Linked DNA regions of Capra hircus: region 2 is linked to region 1. Evidence: chromatin contacts called from public Hi-C data. All regions are on one chromosome and are shown on one strand. Each heading gives the region's core, a stretch centred on a gene start, on an enhancer-like site or on the middle of the called end of the contact. The rest is flanking DNA. Distances are from core to core; before and after follow the strand shown.

What was found. A called contact is a pair of places that touch in the nucleus more often than the background predicts.
Region 2: a Hi-C map of blood shows a contact between it and region 1, with 4 times the contacts expected there. The contact joins the enhancer-like site here to the promoter of PLIN3 in region 1. A contact is called at or near these places in 2 of 5 Hi-C or Micro-C datasets (both in blood).

The regions. Positions count from the first base shown.
Region 1 is chr7:91,254,137-91,258,722 of ARS1.2, forward strand. It overlaps PLIN3 (perilipin 3), which reads right to left and starts at 1,544. Exons shown (of 8, transcript NM_001285595.1): 1 at 1,480-1,544.
Region 2 is chr7:91,363,960-91,368,899 of ARS1.2, forward strand. KDM4B (lysine-specific demethylase 4B) reads left to right here. Exons shown (of 25, transcript XM_018050893.1): 3 at 4,425-4,590. The coding sequence starts at 4,450. Among named protein-coding and RNA genes, the nearest start is that of KDM4B, 33 kb to the left of the region's middle. Within about 2 kb of position 3,407, at least 3 of the 5 cell types and tissues checked have an H3K27ac peak or open chromatin away from gene starts, as enhancers often do.

The sequences.
Region 1 (4,586 bases), core at 294-2,793:
TGCCAAGGAAGGAGACATGAGAGGAGGGTTCGAACCCTGGGTCGGGAAGATCCCCTGGAGAAGGAAATGGCAGCCCACTCCAGTATTCCTGCCTGGAGAATCCCATAGAGGGAGGAGCCTGACAGGCTCCAGTCCACGGGGTCACAAAGAGTTGGACGTGTCTGAAGCGACTTAGCGTGCACACACAAGAGTGGAACCCGGCAAACCCATGTTTTGAGAGCACCAGTTCTGGTGTCCAAACTGGGTTCTAATCCCAGCTCTGCAACTTGCTGGCTGTGGGAGCTTAGGAAGGCAACACCCGTTCTTGGAGCCTCACTTCCCACATCTATGAAAGGGAGGTAACCATTCCTAGCACAGAGTCCCTGCGGATTGGAGGAGAGATTGCGCGTGCGCACTTAGCTTGGGACCTGGCATGTAGCAGGCGCTCAGGAAACGGATCCATTTCACACCACTCTGTCTTCCACACAGAAACTGGTGAAACCAGCCAGGATTGAGCTTCTGCTTGGTACAAAGGTCCCCCACAGGGGAAGTGGGGAGAGAAGGCACATCTACCCGGGTGATCATCACCTGACTCCTGTTCTCCCCCTCATCTTCCCCAGAGTCTGAGTTCAGCTGGACGGCACACAGGTCCTCCCTCCCATCCGTTTTGTCCATCCAGTCCCTCTGGAATCGGTTTAACCAAGGACGGCCATTGCAGATATCACACCCCCCTGCCCCATAAAAGTCCTTGGGGGTCAGCAACCTGCCTGCAGCGGGCCTCAGCTGTGAGAGCAAGAACTGGCTGAAACTGGAGTCACGCAGCCGTCCAACTGCAGCCAGGATATGCTAAGATCCAACTTCCAGAGTTCTCCCGAGAAGGAACCCAAGACTTGGCTCTGGTTTTACAAACGTCCCAAGGACTCAGATAAAGGGTAGGCCTTCCCACCGCCACTTTGTGCAATCCACTGGCCACACCACCCAGGAAAAGGGGGCGGGATTGGCCCCAGACCCTCCCAGAGTCAGCTGGGGTGCCAGAAGGAGGGCAAGGGAGGGGCCAAGTCCCCAGGCGGCAAAACCATTTGGAGAGGAAGGGGCTTTGCTAGGCAGAGGGATTGCTCCTCTGGTCGGGGTTGGGGGGGAATTTCTACGCGGAATGGGCTACGGCTTGTCTCCAAAGTGCGTCAGCAATGCAGGAGGATGTGGTTTGGGACGGGGAACTTGGACCCCCGCCCCATGCTGCCACTTCTAGGGTGTTCTTTCGTGCGCCTCCCCCCCGCCAAAGTCCTAGATATTGAGAGAAGAAAGTCTGAACGTCGAAGCCTGTTCCAGAAGTTTAATTTCTCTGGGGAGGGAAGAGTGCTCAGCCCAGGCTGACCCCTCTCCAGGCCGCGGAGACGAGCAGAGTCCACAGGAAGGCCCTCCCTGTCCCTACCTCCCTTAGGGCACCCCAGGACTCAGCGGACCCTGCCCCAACCTCAATCGGGGCCCCTCGCCTCTCACCGCGGTCAGCGGGACGTCCAGGGCGCAGCCGACACTACTTCAAAGCCAGCTCCAAAACCGTCCTGGGCCGGACCAAGACCAGCGTTTATATTTGGGGGCGGGCGCCCGGGAGTGACGGGTCGGAGGACCAATCTGGTTGGGAGCCGCCTGCCGCCAGGCCACGCCCCTCGCCCGGCTTGGGACGTTGGAGCCACAAGTGAAGTCCAGGAAAGGCTGAACTAGGGCGCCCTCCCAACTGTACACCCAGTTGGCAACACCCGTACGACCCCGGAGCCAGCCCAGGAGACCTTCCCCGTCTGGGACCCTGGGAACTCCGATGGGAGATGATCCTAGGGTCCCCTTTCCTTACCCAATCGAGGCTGTGAGAACTCAGATCATTGCGTGAGGCCTCCTTCTGCCAGGCGCCACCACTCCATCCCGACCCCTCCGAACAAGGGTGATGGAGCCGGCCCCATCTAGCATTGTGAGCAACTTGTCCTGACTTGTATCGTGCCACTCAATCCTCACAACACTTGGTGTCCCTTTATCACCTCATTTTACAGCTGAGTAAGCCGAGGGAATACCAGACCACCTGACCTGCCTCTTGAGAAATCTGTATGCAGGTGAGGAAGCAACAGTTAGAACTGGACATGGAACAACAGACTGGTTCCAAATAGGAAAAGGAGTACGTCAAGGCTGTCTAATGTCACCCTGCTTATTTAACTGCTATGCAGAGTACATCATGAGAAACGCTGGACTGGAAGAAGCACAAGCTGAAATCAAGATTGCCAGGAGAAATATCAATCACCTCAGATATGCAGATGACACCACCCTTATGGCAGAAAGTGAAGAGGAACTCAAAAGCCTCTTGATGAAAGTGAAAGTGGAGAGTGAAAAAGTTGGCTTAAAGCTCAACATTCAGAAAATGAAGATCATGGCATCCGGTTCCATCACTTCATGGGAAATAGATGGGAAAACAGTGGAAACAAGTGTCAGACTTTATTTTGGGGGGCTCCAAAATCACTACAGATGGTGATTGAAGCCATGAAATTAAAAGACGCTTACTCCTTGGAAGAAAAGTCATGACCAACCTAGACAGCATATTCAAAAGCAGAGACATTACTTTGCCGACTAAGGTCCGTCTAGTCAAGGCTACAGTTTGTCCAGTGGCCATGTATGGATGTGAGAGTTGGACTGTGAAGAAAGCTGAGTGCCGAAGAATTGATGCTTTTGAACTGTGGTGTTGGAGAAGACTCTTGAGAGTCCCTTGGACTGCAAGGAGATCCAACCAGTCCACTCTGAAGGAGATCAGCCCTGGGATTTCTTTGGAAGGAATGATGCTAAAGCTGAAACTCCAGTTATTTGGCCACGTCATGCGAAGAGTTGACTCATTGGAAAAGACTCTGATGCTGGGAGGGATTGGGGGCAGGAGGAGAAGGGGACGACAGAGGATGAGACGGCTGGATGGCATCACTGACTCAATGGACGTGAGTCTGAGTGAACTCCGGGAGTTGGTGATGGACAGGGAGGCCTGGCGTGCTGCGATTCATGGGGTCGCAGAGTCGGACACGACTGAGTGACTGAACTGAACTGAATTGAAGCCGAAGCCCAGAAAGCAGGAACCAGGGACAGTGCAGGGGCCAACCCTCTCTGACTCCTGGATCAGCTCCCTCCTGAAGGCGCGTCATTGGGATTCCCCCACCCCACCACCAGCCCCCCAAATCCTTTATTTTCTTTGCCTATAAACCAAGGTCTCAAATTCAAATGGCCCCAGGAACCAGGCAGAAGGTAAATGCTTCTGCTAAAAAAAAAAAAAAAAAAAAGTGACAGCATGCCTTTTCTCCAGGGAGCAGAATTTTAACCCTGAGAGAGACACTCTAAGGTATTCACAGATCCATGGGGATTCCAGACTTAGACAAAGTGTCCTCCCTCTTAAAAAATTTGACCAAGTGAAAATCAATGGAGCTGTGTGGTAGAGTTTTCAGAGATTTTGGGAATGTTCTTGAACTCTGTGCCACCCTGTATAGTGGCCACCAACACCACGTGGCTATTGCACACCAAGAAACTGAACATACATGTTTAAGTAACTACAAGCAACTTGTCAGATTTCTGAGTCTGAATCCCTAGGATGATTAAATCAAGTACATAAAATTATCAAATAAAAAACTTTCATATTTGTGGCATGCTTTCCCCCTGTCCATTCATTTTTCTAGTCATTCATTCGACAGTTCTTACTGAGCTGCTGTGCTGGGCATGGGGAGGCCAGGAGCAAAAGGCAGGTCCCAGCCTTGTGGTGCTCACCACCCAGTGGGGAATGGGCCATAAACAAGATAAGTGAGTGCAATGCACAGTGGGTCAGGTGGTGGTAAATGCTACCAAGAAAAGCAAAGGATTGAGAATGTAGGGGTTGCACTTTTTAATAAGGTAGACAGGGGTGGCCTTTTAGAGTGCCATCTGAGTACAGAAGGATGGAGGAGAGGAGGGAGCCACAGAGAAATCTGGGGAGATCTCTGATGATAGAAACAGCCCATGCAAAGGCCCTGAGACTGGACCATGCCTAGTCAATTGGTTGTTATTGTTCAGTTGCTCAATCATGCCTGAATCTTTGTCACCCCATGGACTGCAGCACGCCAGGCTTCCCTGTCCTTCACTATCTCCCAGAGTTAGCTCAAACTCGTGTCCATTGAGTCAGTGATGCCACCCAACAATCTCATCTTCTGTGGCCCCCTCCTCCTCTTGCCTTCAGTCTTTCCCAGCATCAGGGTCTTTTCCAATGGGTCAGCTCTTCGCATCAAGTGGCCGAAGTATTGGAGTTTCAGCTTCAGCATCAGTCCTTCCAATGAGTACTTGGGGTTGATTTCTTTTAGGATTGACTGGTTTGATCTTCTTACTGTCCAATGGACTCAAGAGTCTTCTCCAGCACCACAGTTCGAAAACATCAACTCTTCAGCACTCAGCCAGCCTTCTTTATGGCCCAACTCTGACATCTGTAGTGAATACTGGAAAAAACATAGCTTTGACTAGATGAACCTTTGAATTGGAGATACAGTTAAAACATGATGGAGGGACTTCCCTGGTGGTCCAGTGGCTACAACTTTGTGCTCCCAAAGCAGTGGGGCCTGGGTTTG
Region 2 (4,940 bases), core at 2,157-4,656, 110 kb after region 1:
AGCCCTGGGTTTGTGGAGCTTGTCTGGTGGCTGGCAGGAATGTGCGCAGAGCTGTGGGCCGCTCTTCCTCTGTGGCTCTCAGCCTTGGCATCGTTCAGATAAGCGGTAGGAGGGACCCAGCCTGGCGCTCAGGCCCCGCCCTCGCCCTGTGCCCACACAAGCCCCGTCAGGCTGTGGCCTCCCAGCGTCCTGCTCCGGGGCTCTGCTCGCCTTGTCCATCTCACCCCTGGAGCAGGTGCAGTCCAGTGTCACGGGGCGGACTCAGGTTGAGGCCATGTCCTCGCGTCCTCTGAGGGGCCCCTGGCGCCTGTGATCCCCCGTCTTAGTGTTCCTGCGGCGTGGAGGCGGCACCCTGAGCCCCTGGTCCAGCTGCACAGGCCAGGGAGCAGAAGGGGCAAAGGTTCCTTCGACGTGGGCTGGGGATGTGGAAGGGCAGCAGGTAGTGGCCCTGAGTGCCCCCTGGACTTCAGGCTCCGTGTGATCAGGGAGAGTGCCTGGTGCACAGAGAACCTGGGTGGACTTCAGGCTCCGTGTGATCAGGGAGCACGCCTAGTGTGCAGGGAACCCAGGTGGTAGACGGTGCTCCATGCAGAGAAGGAGGAAATGGGGAACTGTATGCAGGTTCGAGGGGCACGTGACAGAGTGCCAGGCCCACGTGGTAGGCTGGAGAGGGGTTGGGACAGGGCTGGGAATATCACGCCCTGCCTCCATGGTGGGTTTCGTCTTGGCTCTTGTTGGAGGGGCAGCCGTTCCTCCTGGGCCCAGTCCTGCTCAGGGGCCCCTGGTTGTCGTCCCCTGTTGGGAACTGTGCTTTGGTGGCAGGAGCTGAGCCGAGATGGGGGCAGGCCCAGGGCTGGCCAGGAGTCCCAGGGAGGCTGGGCTTTTCGTGGCAGCAGGTGGAGCAGGTGGAGCAGGTAGAGGGAGGGGCCGGGGGAGAGGTCTGGGGGAGAGACACCTCTGGGGTGGGGGCATATGGTACTCGGAGAGCCCCGGAATCCTTTTCAAAGACAGAGCACTCCTCAAGGTTTAGCTGTGTTGTGAGGTTCCGTTTTCTCCAGAGGACATACCTTCCCACACACTGTATTCTTGTCAAACCCCAGAGTTGCGGGTTCCCAACGTCCAGTTCCTGGACAACATCTGCCATTAGCTTCAGGAACCTTTAGTCCAGGGCCCACCGGGTCAGAAAGACAAGACTGTCTCCTGGGGAGGCGGCGTCCCTGCCAGTCACCTCTTGTCTGAATCCTGGGTCTCAGATGGACAGAGTGTGCCTGGCTGTAGGACGCCCACCCCTTGGGGTGTTTCTTACCCACCCTCTCCTTCCCGAGGCACTCAGGCTCAGCATACTCCACTGTCCCGGGCTCCTGGGGGTGCCTACCCCAGGCCAGGGTCCAGATGCAGAGAGCCTTCTGCTCCTGGGAGGGGCGGGGAAGAACCCTACCTGGTCACCGCAGTGCAGCACAAGTCGGGTGGCAGCCTTCATGGGGGGCAGCCAGAGCACCCCCACGGCCCAGCCCACGAGTCCGCAAGTTTGAAGGCCACTGGGGGGGGTACTAGTGCAGGAGGGCCCCTCCGGGCTGGACTCACTGGGACCTAGAGAGCGGGGGATCCCGTCAGCCTGACTCAGTGCCCTCTGTTGTCAGATGTGCCTTGGTGAGGAGGAGCCACCGAGGACGGCTGGGAAATGCCCGTCCCGTGTGGTCCTGCTCCTCTGTCCCAGGCGGTGGGGTGCAGGGGGCCTGGGGGAACTGAGCGACTTCACTTTCACTTTTCCCTTTCATGCATTGGAGAGGGCAATGGCAACCCACTCGTGTTCTTGCCTGGAGAATCCCAGGGACAGCGGAGCCTGGTGGGCTGCCGTCTATGGGGTTGCACAGAGTTGGACACAACTGATGCGACCTAGCAGCAGCAGCAGCTTTATTGAGATTGACTCCACCCACCAGCCAGTTCCTCCATTTAAAATATATAATTTTGACGTGTGTGTTCAGAGTCCTGCAGCCGTTGCCACAGTTGACTGGGGAACGTTTCCATCGCTCCCTACAGAAACCCGACCTTGGCCTCTGGGGCCCTTCTGGGTCTGCTCCATCCCGCTGTGGCAGGTGTCAGGGCTTCCTTTCATTCTGTGGCTGAGCCACACTCCCGATGTGCCGCTGACTGGAGGGGCTTGGTTTGTTTACCTTCATTTGCTGATGGACACTCGAGGTGCTTCCAACTTTTGGCTGCTGTGAGTCGTGCTGCTGTGGACATCTGTGTATAAGTTTTTGTGTGGACAGATGTTTCTTGGGTGGGTACTTAGTGGTAGGATTGCTGACTTGTGCGGTCAGTGCCACATTTAACTTCGGGGAACTGCCAGGCTGTTTTCCCCAGCGGCAGGCCAGCTGGGAGTCGGGGTTCCTGTTTATGCGCCTCCTCGCCTGCCCTTGTCATTACCTGCTTTCTCACTCTGGCTGCTGTGGGCAAGGTGTATCTCTGTGGCTTACATTCGCTTTTCCCTGGTGGCTGACCGCCTCAAGCATCTTTTCATGTGCTTATTGGCCATCTGTGTCTCTTTGGAAAAATGTCTGTTCGAGTCCTTTGCCCACTGTTTAATTGTGCTGCTTGTCTGTTCACGACTGAGTCGTTAGAACCCCGCTTGTCTTGCCACAGCATGGTCTGGTCAAGAGTGTGTCCGTCTTTCTGGACTGTTCTGAGTTCCCTCATGGGGGGTCCTTGGTCCCCCTGTGTTCCCAGAAGGTTGGCCCAGGGCTGGATTTCAGTCAGATTCCTTTTGTTATCTTTTTAAGTAAGCACGTGTTTGATTTTCATTTGCCCTCCTTTAAAGAAACGTGCCACGGGTTATGGAGTATTGGGATTATACACTGTTTTAATTTTCTTTTTCATATTTACTTACTGAAAGCTTCATTGCAAAGGGCACGAATAAGAGGAAAAACCTCACACTCGCCTCCCTGCTGAGCGGAACCTGCATGGCGGTGGCGGGTGGAGAAGCCGGGGCTCTTGCTGGGTGCAGCTGTAGGAAGCTCCACCTGCTCGCATCCCCGCCCCTCGATGGGAAAGTGGAGGGCGCTTGGGTGGGCAGGACCCTGGGGCCACCCCACCCTGCGCAGGACAGGCTGGTCTTGAGGGGAGACAGGTGTCCTGCTTGGGCTCATCTCCCACCAACAATGTGGGGCGGGGATGGGGGGTAGTCCCTGAGGAAGGGTGGGCTCCCTGCTTGGTGATGCAGTGGTGACCCTGTGTGTGCCAGGACCCCCAGAGCCTGTACCAGTTCTGCCAGCCGTGAGTGTGACCTTCACAGCGGGGCCTTGCCTGCCGCCCCCGCCCCTGCCCTGCACGCCCAAGTGTAGCGTGGGGTGGCCCAGGGCCCGGCCTGGTTCCAAGGAGCTGCCTGGCTTGGCGGCTGTTCCTGGGCCTGTGGTGCCCTCTAGTGCCCACTGTGGGGAGTGTATTTGGAGAGCTGGTGGCTGTGACTTGGTGAATGGACACCGCCTGCCACTTTCCAGACAGGCAGGAGTCCTGCCCTTCTCACCCCATCCCCCCGCCCCTGCTCACTTTGTGGGAGTGTGAGCTTGGCGAGTTTTCCTTCGAGTTCTGGGTGTGCGTGCACTGGGGTTCCGACTTTGTCCACATCCTGGAGCGAGTCTGGTTTTCTCTTCTTTGGAGAATTTAGTCTGCCAACAGGGACCCTTCCCCTTTGTGTATCCCTCAAGTGTCTCCCTGACTAGAATGGGCCACAGCCTCCCTGCTGGTCCCTGTGACTCTCAAAACAGGATGGGCCTCTCTAGCCTGCAGCCTTGTCACCTGGAGGAGGTCCTCCCACCCCACTGACTCTCCCCCTCTATACCACGTGGTCCAGGCTTGGCTGTAGCCTGGGGTGATGGGGCTCTGCTCTCTGGTTTCGGGTCCTGCCTTGTGCAGCCTATGGGTCACTTGCGTGGGTCTCTGGGGCCTGGGCTCCCTGACAGCAGCTGGCCCAGTGCTGGAGGGACCCAGGCGCTGCTTGCCTGCTTGCCTCCTTGCCCATGGTGGCCCTGCCTGAGGAGGGCTTCCCTGTTCAGGAAACACACACACATATGACCTTACTCCCTTTTCCAGTCTGCCCCATGCCGCTGCCCCTGGATTCCAGCTCCATGATCAATGTCAGTGAATCTGGACATGGCCCTGATATGAAAAGATTTTTATTTCCAGGGCCCCTTGTTTGAAATGGGGGCTCAGGCCTCCAGCATCGCAGCGGCTCTTAGGACGAGTCATCTCTCTTTGTAATTAATTGAAGTCATTTGGTCTTTTGTGTGGGAGCTGAAGCAGCCCTGGCTCCCCTGGGCCCCATTCAGCTGCACAGCCTCTGTCCTTGGGTAGGGTGCTTTGGGCCCTCGTTGGGGCCAGGGGGCCGGCTGGCGATGGTGGTGCTGACGTCCTCTGTCTCCTCACAGGTGTGGCCATCCCCCCGCCGCAGCCATGGGGTCTGAGGATCATGGGGCCCAGAACCCAAGCTGTAAGATCATGACGTTCCGCCCAACCATGGAGGAGTTCAAGGACTTCAACAAATATGTGGCCTACATCGAGTCCCAGGGGGCCCACCGGGCGGGCCTGGCCAAGGTGAGTGACCCCCGGCCCTGTAGCCATTTTCCATGGCTGCTGCCCTGTACCCACCCCACCCCCGCCCCGGGACTTGGGGCCCATTGAGGCACCCATTAATCCGCTCCTTGAGCCCCTTATTTATTAAGGACACCTGTACGTTCTTTCCCCAAGCCCAGCACTGTTTTGGGCACCAGGATCCCTGAGGGCGTGGACACAGGGTGGGACTCAGCGTGTCATGATGGGACCTGCAGCCACCTCACCTCCCTGGGGCTTCGCAGACTTGATGCTGAAGAGGGCTGACTTTCTGCCTTAATATTCCTCCTTAAACACGTTTTTTTGGAGACTGTCATGTACACGGGCAAGTTCAA